Linked DNA regions of Sus scrofa: region 1 is linked to region 2. Evidence: chromatin contacts called from public Hi-C data. All regions are on one chromosome and are shown on one strand. Each heading gives the region's core, a stretch centred on a gene start, on an enhancer-like site or on the middle of the called end of the contact. The rest is flanking DNA. Distances are from core to core; before and after follow the strand shown.

Region 1 (2,700 bases), core at 135-2,634, 150 kb after region 2:
AGATTCCTCATGTCAATGAAAGCATTTGATGTTGGTGTCTCATTGTATGGCTGATTTCACTTAGCATGACAGTTTCTAGGCCCATCCATGTTGATAAAAATGCCAGTATTTCGTTCATTTTAATGGCTGAGTAATACCCCATTGTGTATATGTACCACATCTTCTTGATCTACTCTTCTGTTGATGGACATTTAGGTTGTTTCCATGTTTTGGCTATTGTAAATAGTGCTGCAATGAACAGTGGAGTACATGTGTCTTTTTGAGTTGTGGTTTTCTCTGGATAGATGCCCAGGAGTGGGATTGCTGGATCAAATGGTAGTTCTATTTTTAGTTTTCTGAGGAATCTCCATACTGCTTTCCACAGTGGTTGCACCAGTTTACAATCCCACCAACAGTGTACTAGGGTTCCTTTTTCTCCACACCCTCTTCAGCACTTAGTGTTTGTAGACTTTTTGATGAGGGCCATTCTGGCTGGTGTAAGGTGGTACCTGATAGCGGTTTTGATTTGCATTTCTCTAATGATGAGTGACGCTGAACATCTTTTCATGTGTTTCTTGGCCATCTGTATGTCTTCTTTGGAGAACTGTCTGTTTAGATCTTCTGTGCATTTTTTGATGGGGTTGTTTGTTTTTTTGGTATGGAGCTGCAGAAGGTGTTTATAAATTTTGGAGATGAATCCCTTGTCAGTCGATTCACTTGCAATGATTTTCTCCCATTCTGTGGGTTGCCTTTTCGTGTTGTTTAGGGTTTCCTTTGCTGTGCAGAAACTTTTAAGTTTGATTAGGTCCCATTTGTTTATTTTTGTTTTTACTGTCAGTACTCTAAGAGGTGGATCTGAGAAGATGCTGCTGTCGTTTATGTCAGAGAGTGTTTGGCCTATGTTTTCCTTTAAGAGTTTGATAGTGTCTGGTCTTACATCTAGGTCTTTAGTCCATTTGGAGTTTATTTTTGTGTATGGTGTTAGGGAGTGTTCTAATTTCATTCTTTTCCATGTGGCTTTCCAGTTTTCCCAGCACCACTTATTGAAGTAGCTGTCCTTTCTCATTGTATATTCTTGCCTCCTTTGTCATAGATTAGTTGATCAGTGGAACAGGATAGAAAGCCCAGAATTAACCTCTTTATTTTTAAATGATACCTTTGTAGCTAAATACCTACTCAAGTGGTAAAACAAAAGAAAGACTAAACTAAAATCATTCCTTGAGAAAACCAATTATGGGACAGAAAAAGCTCACTTTATTTCATGCAAAAACAAAAGCCTCAAGCCCTGGTCTCAGCCCAGGTTAGAAGGCGTTTCCCCCAGTGAAGTACCTTGTGTACCTACCAGCCCTGCTGTGGGGGCAGGTGCTGGCTGCACCCTACCTGGCAGGGCGAAGTCCTGCAGCACTGGTTTCTGCTCTCCAGGGCTTTCCACCCAATTACTGGCTAGCCCAGACCTGCCCTGTGAGGATCTTACAAGATCAACAAGAGCTGGACTATGCTAAATTCACCATGTTTATCCAGGTTCAGCCTCTTTTTCTTCAAGTCACACTAAAATGAGAACAGTTGGGAATCTTAAGGAAATAATAAGAAAATTATAAGCTCTTATCTGATTAGAAGCTTTTAAATCCAGTAACAACCACTAAATATTTTTAAGGAGGATAAAAGGTAGGAGCAACAGCAAAAATGCTCAAGAAAATATGCCACAGCAACTGTGATGGTAAAATTACCAAAACCAAGACAGCGCTTAAAAATTACAGGGAATGAAAGAGTACTGGTGGCTGATAAGCCTACAAATTTAGTTAGCAAATGCTTTAATTTTCACTTCCAATTCTAAAATGGAATTCATTCACTTAACAAATTAGTTTAATGCCTGCTATGTATCAAAATTCATTCTGGGTACAATGGATATAGTGGTGGAGGGGACACCAAAATCCTTATCCATGTGGTTTTTAAATTCTAGTAGAATCATAACACACAGACAGACACAAACTCCTTAATTAACGTGGGCTGTTCTCTGGCTATTTATCAAGAACTAGCGTGAAACTTGAGTGAAAAAGAACTAGTGTGAAAAAAGATAGCAACACCACCTAGAATGGAAGACTCCAAGCTACTAACAATTTTATGTTCTATTGGGATTAAAAATAAATAAAAGCAACATAATTCTAGACAACAGAGCCTTAAACTACAGATAGGAGATATACTTTCACTGTTTACTTTGTATGCTTTTTGTGACAGAAACTTTATACATGAAAATCATTGCCAGCTACTGAGAGGGAAAACAAAAGCTACAGATTTTTCTCACACATTCAGAAAAAAAAAAAAAACACCACATCTTTTCTGAGGTAAACAGGTTTAACAAGCTACACCCATGGTTACACCTCTGTAAACCACTTGGCTTGCCTTCCTCAAACCAAATATTTCCAACCTTAAATTCCAGCCTGATGAGAACTACACAACTCAAATTCTACCAACATGGGTTCACGAAAGCACCACTCCACCTCATCTTAGTGTCCAAAATGTCTGCTCTGAGGAGCCCAACGAGGAAATGAGAAACAGCAGGGCAAAGGCTCATAAGAGAAAAGGTGACAAAGAGAGAAACTGCAACACTCAAGAAGGAACCTGCTGGGTCAAAGTTCACCCAGCAGCAGCTGATCATAAGAGCCTACGGGCCCAAGGCCACAAAGGCACTGCAGCAGAAGCAGAGACCCACCAGAACCAGGA
Region 2 (2,700 bases), core at 75-2,574:
ACTATGGAGACAATTTAAAAACTGGTGGATTTCCTGGGTGTGGCAGAGGAGATAAATAGGGTTAGACGATATTTAGAGCAGCGAAAATATTCTGTATATCATAATAATGAATATATGTCATTACAATTTGGTTTAAACCCATAGAATGTACATCAGCAAAAATGAACCCTAATGTAAACTACTGACTTTGGGTGTTTATGACATGTCAGTGTAGGTGCATCCTCAACAAAAGAATGTACCATTCTGGAGAATGATTGTGATATGGAGGAAGTTATATGCATGCGGGAAAAGAGATATATGGGAGATCTCTGTACTTTCCTCTCAATTTTGCTGTAAACCTTAAACTGCTCTAAAAAAAAAAAAGTCTTAAAGTGATTCCGATTTTGAAAAAATTCAGTTTAGTTTTCTTTCAAGAGTGAATTAAACCAATTCAGCTGTTTTGGTTGAATTGGAATCCAAAAAAAGATGTCACTGATAGATATACCTTTCCTGCAAAAGATAAAGGAATGGAAGATATTTTATAAATTAAAAAAAAAAAGCTGGACAAATCAGCTAGAAATGATACATGGGAGGGACTCTGATTGAAACACAAACCACAAACACAAAAGCCTATAACTATGCAATGACCTCTTGCTTTCTGAGGTCTTTGTCCCATACTCTCAACTTTTACAGCTTCCTTGTGACGTTAAGGTCCACCATGACCTCTGAGGATGTAACACACCCTGAAGATGCTACAGGTGCCCAGAGGACCAGGGTGTGGCTTTTTCTATTCCAACCTTGCGGTCTCCTGGCCCCTGCAGGCATAATACTCATCTCCTTCGAGTTTCCTATCTCCACGTGGCATCAAGTATCATCCACAGCAAGTCTGAGTACAAAGGTGACTTTTGTTAATGTTGTTATTTCAGGATGGGGCTCTAGTTTCTTTTCCGTTAACACTATTTTTTTTGTGTGGCAGGGTGACGTGCCATAGTAGGCTCAAGATAAAGGTCTGCTAATGAACACTGCCCTGCAACACAGGCCTACTGTTTCTCCTTGACCTTTCTAAAGGAAAATAATGGGTCTTCTGATAGCTAGGGCAATGTTTTTCTCACTACACAACTATGTTTGAGGGTAAAAAATCCCAGACTAGTACTTTCAATGTAGAAATGAATGTGAATAATAATAAATGATTCAAAGACAACTCAAAATCTGGATCATAGTTAACTCTCCTTTGAGCTTGTAAAGGTCAAAAATGCTCTTGCTTCAGACTCCCTTAGATACCAGTGAGTGCTCTGGCTTTGTCCCCAGAACATTATCAAACAGGAGTTAAAACACAAGTTAATTTTTTAAAAAGTAACTTTAGAGTAGAAACCTGATAAACACTACCTCATCTAGGAATCAAGTCAACAACAGCAGAGATAAGCCATGTGGACAGGATGCACCCTTGATAGGATGTGGTGAAATGGCTTTTCACCAGTGATTTTCCTCTCTAAACCCATACAAGCCTAAATTCAGAAAAACACAAATTACAGGATATTCTACAAAATATCCAGCCAGTAATCCTCACAGCTGGCAAGGTGATCAAAAATAAAGAGTATCTATGAAATTAACAGTCTGAGTAGCTCAATGTAATATGGTCTGTGGATGGGATCTTGGAACAGAAAAAGGACATTAGGGAAAATCTGAGGAAATCTGAATAAAGCATAAGTTTCAATTAATAATAAGAGTACCAATACTGGTTCAATAATTGCAAGACTGTATCAAAACAATATAGGATGTTAAAAATAGGAGAAACCACACCTGAAACTTACATAATGTTGTAAATCAACTATACATCAATTAAAAGAAAATAGGCAAAACTATGTATGGGGTATGTGGGAATTCTCAGTATTATCTTTGTAAATCTAAAACTTCTAAAATAAAAAATTATTAAAATCAGTTTTTAAAAAAGCAAAGCTAAGTGTATGTTTGTAAATCCGCATTACAGAGACTATTATTGCAAAGAAGGATCATACAGAACAAAACTAGTTCCATAAAATGATGACTCAAAGCAATTATTTTATTATTTTATATTTTTATTTTTCAATTTTTCATTATAGTTGATTTTCAATAAAGTAATTATTTTACTATTTTGGTTACAATACATTCCTTACCAACAATCACCATGTTAGTAACTTCTCTGATTCCTAACTTTATGATGTATAATCCAAAAAGAGTTGGATAAGGCTGTGCAGAAAAAGCATTTGACAAAATCCAACACTCTTTCCTGATAAAAACACTCAACAAACTAGGAAGAGAAGGGATTTTCCTCAACTTTACAAAGGACATACATGAAAAACCAGCACCCAAAGTTCCCATTGTGGTTCAGTGGGTTAAGAACCTGATATAGTGTATGTGAGGATGCGGGTTTAATCCCTGGCCTTATGCAGTGGGTTAAGGATCCAGTGTTGCTGCAAGCTGCAGTGTAGGTTGCAGATGAGGCTTGGACCTGGCAATGCCATGGCTGTAGTATAGGTAGGAAGCTGAAGCTCCAACTTGACTCCTAGTCTGGGAACTTCCATATGCTGCAGATGCGGCCCTAAAAAGAAAAAAGAAAAGGAAAAACCTATTTTATATTCCTGGCTCCTTTGTTGAAGATTAATTGACTGTAGGTATCTGGGTTTATTTCTGGGTTCTCTATTCTGTTTTAGTACCAGTACCACACTGTCTTGATTATTATAG

The links. Hi-C and Micro-C count contacts between places; a contact is called where the count stands out from the background.
Region 1: a Hi-C map of liver shows a contact between it and region 2, with 5 times the contacts expected there. The contact joins two enhancer-like sites. A contact is called at or near these places in 2 of 47 Hi-C or Micro-C datasets (embryonic fibroblasts and liver) and 1 of 2 datasets of contacts at active chromatin or transcription factors (alveolar macrophages).

The regions. Positions count from the first base shown.
Region 1 is chr4:80,111,472-80,114,171 of Sscrofa11.1, forward strand. The region is part of intron 5 of SPIDR (DNA repair-scaffolding protein); the gene reads right to left. Among named protein-coding and RNA genes, the nearest start is that of SPIDR, 78 kb to the right of the region's middle. Within about 2 kb of position 1,385, at least 18 of the 83 cell types and tissues checked have an H3K27ac peak or open chromatin away from gene starts, as enhancers often do. A contact at or near this core is called in liver, where this site is marked.
Region 2 is chr4:79,966,152-79,968,851 of Sscrofa11.1, forward strand. The region is part of intron 10 of SPIDR (DNA repair-scaffolding protein); the gene reads right to left. Among named protein-coding and RNA genes, the nearest start is that of CEBPD, 95 kb to the left of the region's middle. Within about 2 kb of position 1,325, at least 4 of the 83 cell types and tissues checked have an H3K27ac peak or open chromatin away from gene starts, as enhancers often do. A contact at or near this core is called in liver, where this site is marked.